2 separate regions of the Mus musculus genome follow, and region 2 is linked to region 1. Evidence: chromatin contacts called from public Hi-C data. All regions are on one chromosome and are shown on one strand. The core of a region is the stretch at or near the end of the contact, and the rest is flanking DNA. Distances in the headings are between cores, read along the strand shown.

Region 1 (3,548 bases), core at 432-2,931:
ACCTAGGAAAATCTTAGGAATACACATAGACACACACACACACAAACTCTGTCTGGCCCTACACACAGACACAGACACAGACACAGACAGACAGACAGACAGACACACACACACACACACTCTGTCTGGCCCTAGAATAACATATAATCCATTCAGCCCGTCAGGACTAAAGGAAGCTTCTTCTGTCTCCCGGAAAATCAATGTGGCAGAGACAATGGCTGCCTGCCCGGACTCCTAGAGAACACCTGACATCCACAGCACATCCTCTCTCTGAGAGGGCCTGTCTTGAACACCTGATGTAGACCCAAGCACAGATAGGCAGCTGGGCAGAATAGGGCTTATCTCTACAGAGAAGAGATGGGTAGAAGAGGGAAGCTGTAAGGCCCCATAGAATGTTAATGGTAGGAAGCACAAAGCACCTCCCTTTATGTACCTTGCTGGTGGTGGTGGAGCACCACAGGTGTAACTTGTGCAGCTATCAATCAGAGGACATGCAGTGACTACCCAGCCAAGCCCAAATATTCCTCCATGGCGAACCTTTTCCTCCAAATTCTCAGTGGTTGACACATATTTACAGCTCAACATGCTCAGGCACGGCAGCATACAGCATCTCAAACCATCACACATTCTATGTGCTCTACCTGCAAATCCAGACCTCTCAGCAAAACAAGGCCAGAGCTCCCAGACAACCAGCACCTGAGGAGGTGTCTTGGTCGCTCTCCTTACAGCTTCTACCTGGGCAGTATCATCCATGTTTCTCCAACATAGAGAACCCTGGGTGTGCTGCATATTCTTCCTGCCCTCATTTCCATCTCCATCACTCAAGTCCAGCCATTCTCAGGACCCTGGCACTTAAGTTTGCCATGGCCTCTCTTCCCAGACACCTTGTGACTTTCTCGTAACTCCAATCTCAAGTGTACACTCTCAGTGAGGTATCCTGGCCCCACCTTCACTCTGGCCCCTCACCCTATACCCTGTACTCATGACCACAGGATACTACCAGTTTGCTACCTAATACTGCCCTAACCAACCACACCAGGTATATGGAAGGTTTGCATGGGCACACGAAGCACTCATGAGTGGAAGGTGGGGAGAACCTAGAGTCAGGCAGTGGTCTGCAGGAACACTGTCTTCCCAGAACTCATCCCGTAGAGAGGTAGCCCTGTGGGTTGTCCCTATAGACCCACACCCAGGAGGAAAGGGTTGTGTGAAGGAGGAGTTCCTCCCACCCATGGCTCAGCCACACAGTCCTGGTGCTAAGTGCCAACAACATGTGCTTATTAAATAGAATCTGTTCAGGTCTATATGCTGAGTGGGCAAAAAGTATGTTAGCACATTTCTGAAATGCAATTATACAAATGCTATAAAGAAAAGCAACTGCTCAGGCAAAGCCCCTGTGACTTGCACTTATTCTGCCTGAGAAAGGCATTTCCTGTCATCTGCCCCAACCCAGTCAAGCTCGGAAGAGCCAAGCAGACAGGTAGCCTCCTTCATCCAGTGCGGGAAAGATAACCTAACGCTTCATAACTCCATTCTCAAAACAGGACCCATCCCTTGGTTCCCAAACTGCCACAGCACCTTCCCTCATCTTGTTTTCTGGGCTGCCTCCCACCCAGAAGAGCGGCCAAGAAGCTTTTCCCATCACCACCCACTCTGCTGCTATTCTCAGCTCCCAGTGTGGGAGTGGCCAAGGACAGGGCAGACTAGGAGTTAAAGGGGATGTGGCGAGAGTTCTTCCTGCCTGGGTCAAAGGTGAAATGTTTGGATACTGTGGGAGAAACAAGGTCCTTGCTCCAGGCTCAGAAAACACACTTTTGTTTTCTCTTTCCTCCCACCCCCATCGCTTTCTTTTTCCAAGACAGGGTCTATGTGTTGGGTCTCCATATGTAGGCTGGATTCCAACTCACAGAGATGTGCCTGCCTCCGCCTTTCGGGAGCTGGGAGTAGAGATGTATGCTGCCACACCCCACTCACTATTTTCCTATTTATTTATTGACAGAATTTTGTTGTGTACCCCAAGCTGGCCTCAAGCTTGTGATCCTCGTGCCTCTACCTCTCAAATGCTAAGATTCTCAGCATGGCCCACAATAGCTGCCAAGGACTATTACAGCCTCTTCCCTGAAGCCTCCAGCAAGACAAGAGCTCTAAGTTCTGAGTTTCCCCAGAGGGTCGCCGGGACTCTAGCCAACAGCTCCAAATACAAAACCAAAAACAAGTCTTTTTCTCCTTCAAGCAGAGAATAGCAGAGGGGAAAGGAAATGGGAGAGCACATCTGTGACCCTCCCCAGGATCTCTGTTTAATGCAAGCCACCTCATGGCTCCAAACCATCTATGCCTGTGTCTCCCAGGGCCTCAGAACCACTGAGGATGGGTGTACAGATGGGCACCACAGGCTGTGGCTGAGCCTAGAGGACAATGGTGGTTCACTGGGGAGGTTCACGGGGGTTGGGGGAGGAACAAACTTTAAAGTCTGTTAAAAGCAGGGTTTAATGTCAAGATGTGGGTCAAAGACACAGGCTCTCTGAGGTCAACACTCTTGGCTTTTCTAAAAATTGGCCCTAACCAAGTCTGTGTGTACAGTTTCCAGGAGGGAATGCAAAGCTCACAACCAACCTTGAGAAACACTGCATCTGGAAACCCTCTCAGCATTCACACTGATGGGAAAAAGCAAGAGAGGAAAGGGTTACACTGTGCTGCGCTGTGGTCATGCCCATGCAAATACCAGCCAGGCTCCTCTAATCAACTTATGGTCACAACAGGAAGAAATAGCAGGTCCTATTTTTGAGCTCTCTTATTTAGGGTATAGTACAGGGTGGCTATTGAAACAACATAGAATCAGAATTAAATACCAAGAGTCCTATCATTTCAAACACAGCTGATTCTGGTCCACCCAGGACCTCAGTGATGTGGTGACAACCATGTGCTAGGTACAGCTCTAAGTAGTGTTTCGGGCACCTGGGGCACAGCAAAAGAGGAAACAAATTACAGCCTTGTATTTGGAAGAATCTTACTCTGGATGGCGCAGTATATAAACTACAGAGTTACAGGGAAAGGTACATACAGAGACTTGTGTGGCAGTGCAGGCCAGGATTAAATGCCAGCTGTGGGCATGGGGGATACATTACGGCCTTTCTAACACCCTCCCAATTCAGGTGTGTCTCAACCTTGTGCCAGCTGACTCAGATCCCCAGCCTATGTCTTTCCCTCTGAACATTTTGTACTAAGCTGGAGCCTCTTTACAAAGTAAAAAAGCTCTGGCATGGAGACACTGAACACTGCCATTAGGAGTCCCCCGAGTATCAGATGCACATCTGGACAAACCTCTGGAGTGCACTGGGAGGACAAGGACCATTAGAAATATGCCTGCCCAACATCTAGTCTCTAGCTCTGGAGACAGTCAGGTGAATCCTTCACAACAAAAATGTAAACCAGGAAAGACACTGACGTCTGTGGAGAGAAGGGAAGAAAAAGGGCTGCCCTTGCTTCTGTGGTCCACATTTCAAGATGAAACCCAGGGTTTGCCCCCAGAAAAGTTTCCTGCTACGCTT
Region 2 (3,548 bases), core at 436-2,935, 81 kb after region 1:
GTGGTCTCCACCCAGAGAAGGCAGAATAACTTGGTGACAGCATCCACAGGGCATTGGTTTTATGGGTGTGAAGAATGCAGGATGGCAAGAGTCATAAGCCTTGTACCACAGATCTAGAGAATCACTGGGTCCACCCGCAAGGAAGTCCTTGGCGGTTACTCTCCAGTGGAGACCCTAGAACCATGCAGCATCTGCCAAAGAAAGCTGCGGGTGTGGGATGGACCCAAGAGAGAGTCTGGGCCCAGACAGCACATCGGACAGGGCTGACCATGGATCTGAGACATTTCTACCACAAGCCCTGGACCCAAAGTGGAGTTGCAGGATTTGGTGTTTGCCCTGCTGGGTGTCTGACTCACTTTGGGCAGAGCTTTCCTTCTGCCCCATTCTTCCCGTTATGAATGTGAACCTTCACTCTGCTCTACAGTACATTGGATGTCTATAGCTTGTTTTGTTTCGGTTTTTAATAGGAGGCCAGAGTAAGAGATTGAGTCTCGGTTGAGAGTCTGATTTTTCTCCTTTGAATAGTGTTGAAAGGTATTGGCCAGAGGACTTTTGAGGTTGGGCTGAATAAATTTTGCGTTATAAGATAGCTACAAGCCTATAGAGACAGGGAGTAGAAGGATATGGCTTAAAAGCAGTGTGTTTGGGTGTCAAGTTGACAAAAGGTGGAGCTGTGATCGTTTATAATGGTTATTAACTTAATTTGATTCCAGCAATCACTGAAGCAAGCCTCAGGCATGTCCGAGAGGAATTGCTTTAAATGTGGGCTGTGCCATTCCATGGACTGGGGACCTGGATTAAATAAAAAGAAGTTGGGCAGCGGTGGCGCACACCTTTAATCCCAGCATTTGAAGGGCAGAGGCAGGCGGATTTCTGAGTTCGAGGCCAGCCTGATCTACAGAGTGAGTTCCAGGACAGCCAGCACTACACAGAGAAACCCTGTCTCGAAAAAAAAAAATTGATTATTAGAAAGAAAAGAAAAGAAGAAACACCAGGGTGATAGTGATAGGTTTCAGCTCTGAAGGAGCCCCTCTCTCTTTTAAATCTTTTAATTGCTCTCTTTTAAAACAATATTGGGGAGGTACTTTAGGAAACCTATTCTCTGTGGCCAGAACTTTTCTTGTAAAATTTTATTTACTTATGTACTCATTCACTTGTTTTTGAGACAGAGTCTTTTTTTCTTTTAAAGATTTATTTATTTTTATTACATGTAAGTACACTGTAGCTGTCTTCAGACACTCCAGAAGAGGGAGTCAGATCTCATTACAGATGGCATGTGCCACCACGCCCGGCTCCTAAAAATTAATTTTTTATTATTTTATTGCACTGGTGTTTTCCTGCATATACTTATCTATGTGAGGATGTTGGAACCTCTGGAGCTTGAGTTACATACAATTGTGAGCTGCCATGTGTTGCTTGGAGTTGAACCCAGGTCCTCTGGAAAAAACAGGCAGTGCTCTTAAATTACGGAGCCATCTCTCTAGCACCCACTGTGACATTTCTAATTGTTTTCGTGTGACATTTTTCATGGTGATTTTAAAATCTCTGCAAACAAGTTTCTGGAAAAAAGTACTCTAATTTCCTTGTGTCGTAGATGAAGAGATGGCAAAAACTCAAGAGATGTTAGATCGCTGCTCTGTAAGATCACACTGTCTGCTTGGCCTTCAGGTTTCAAACACAGGTCAGGGTGAATTCAGAGTCTAGATTCTCACAACAGCAGTCATGTCCTTACAACCCACAAAATAACGTCTAGCTGTGCAAATGTCCGAAAACAAGACAGATTAATGGAGTCAAATGTCTGCCCCGGGACAGCGCGAAGGACTCTACTGACAGAGCGAAAAAGTTTATTCTTGTAGTTTTTTTGTAGTTTGGGGAAAGAGAAAGTTTGCTGCTCTTTCCACATCCTCTCTTTCAGTATTGAGGCCAAGTGGAAAGTGTCCGGCAGTCCTTCCGCATCCGCCTGCCCAGAGCACAGGAGGAACTCTGGCTGGACACGGAGTCTCTCCCTCCCCCTTCTTCCCCTCTTCCCACAGCCCCACAAAACTGTACCCTCCTAGACCCATCACTGTCCTGTCTGCTTGAGGACCTTGGAACAAGGTGGCAGTGTGGGTCGAGTGTAGGAGGACACTGCAGCTACCGGAGATATAAGAAGGCGACGAGCACCCCCGTGTGGCGGGACTCGGAACTTCGCAGCTCCAAGGAGAACAGCGGTGTAACAGGCACCCAGCATGCACTTGGCTCTTTGCCCACGAACTCTTCGAAATTTTAGTTTAGGTTCTGGGGGTCTTTTCATCTTTGACATGTGTCCTGCTAAGATATAACTGCCACAACCCTACGGATGCTTCTATCTATAATTTCACATGTAATACTCTTCCCATGAATTCAAGTTTGATGTTTATTTGTTGTTGTTGTTGTTGTTTGTTTGTTTGTTTATTTTCTTTTGTGTGATATTGGGACCTTGCCATGCTGGGCCAGAGCTCTACCAAGCTACTGAGCCACACCCCAGCCCTGGCTTCCTTATGACACATCAAGCAAGTTTTGGTATCAAAATCAAAACTGTGAAACCTATAGATTCCACCTTCTTGTTTCCCTTCCTATCCTCCATCCAATGTCAGCCGTTTGATGTGTCTAGTCTATTCTTCCCATGGTGCACTCCTACCTTTTTATAAAAAAGGAAACAATGTTACTTTGTAAACAATATATTTTCAAAGCTACTCTACTGGGATTGTAGGAAGCCTCCCCCTTGGGTTGGGTTGTTCTTTTGTTTTATTTATTACTAATGTATATTCATTGTACATAGTTCTGAGTTTCCTTAAGATAATCTCAAAAATGTCAGGTGCTTTAGCCAAATTCACCCTCCCTCTCAGTCTTCCACATCCCGGTCCTACCTCACTCTCTTAAAGAGTCTCCTTCTAACCTTCCCACTGGTCTCCCTCCTCTTCCCCAACTCTCCTTTCTGCTTGACATGCAGTCAGTGTGTGTGTGTGTGTGTGTGTGTGTGTGTGTGTGTGTGTGTGTGTGTAGATATAGGTTGTTTTCTGATAAATCTGGTCAGTGACTGGAGATGAAAGTCAGCAACATAAACTAAAAGAAAAATCACCAAAATGTGTGAGAAAAATCAAGAATATGGATTTTAAAACTTGGCAACATCAAAGAAGTTTTCGGCAAAAAAAATAGAGACTTAGAAAGAAAGAAAAAACAAAACATAGAAAGGTTGTAATGAAAACTGGATAAATCAGATAAAAAGCACAGTGAAAAATGTCACCAAAAGGCCACCAAGTAGGGGGAGGACATAGGGATGAGGCCACCAAGCAGGGGGAACATGGGGATGAGGACAAGGCTGATAAGAAGCTGCATTCAAATATCAATGATGAAAAGAATTAAAGAGTTTGTTCATGACATCGGAGCCCTCTGAGATGTCATCAAAGGACAAATCCCGAAGGTCTGGACAAGAGGAGAACTTGAAATAACACTGAAGGTCATTCAATGAACCATACCCTATAATTCCCAAACATAGAGAAATAGACATGCAAAGTGAAGTGCAATTT

What was found. Hi-C and Micro-C count contacts between places; a contact is called where the count stands out from the background.
Region 2: a Hi-C map of uterus shows a contact between it and region 1, with 3 times the contacts expected there. The contact joins two enhancer-like sites. A contact is called at or near these places in 1 of 15 datasets of contacts at CTCF or cohesin (the G1E-ER4 cell line), 47 of 484 Hi-C or Micro-C datasets (the Ba/F3 cell line, the C3H10T1/2 cell line, the G1E-ER4 cell line and 32 more), 7 of 115 datasets of contacts at active chromatin or transcription factors (the HPC-7 cell line, astrocytes, bone marrow-derived dendritic cells and 3 more) and 4 of 9 other capture datasets (adipose tissue, embryonic stem cells, liver and 1 more).

The regions. Positions count from the first base shown.
Region 1 is chr11:32,242,095-32,245,642 of GRCm38.p6, forward strand. The region is part of intron 6 of Nprl3 (nitrogen permease regulator-like 3); the gene reads right to left. Among named protein-coding and RNA genes, the nearest start is that of Mpg, 17 kb to the left of the region's middle. RefSeq lists enhancers at 2,934-3,548, 3,176-3,548, 3,446-3,548, 3,450-3,548. Within about 2 kb of position 1,682, at least 40 of the 459 cell types and tissues checked have an H3K27ac peak or open chromatin away from gene starts, as enhancers often do. A contact at or near this core is called in adipose tissue and uterus, where this site is marked.
Region 2 is chr11:32,322,681-32,326,228 of GRCm38.p6, forward strand. No RefSeq gene overlaps it. Among named protein-coding and RNA genes, the nearest start is that of Gm46275, 20 kb to the left of the region's middle. Within about 2 kb of position 1,686, at least 19 of the 459 cell types and tissues checked have an H3K27ac peak or open chromatin away from gene starts, as enhancers often do. A contact at or near this core is called in adipose tissue and uterus, where this site is marked.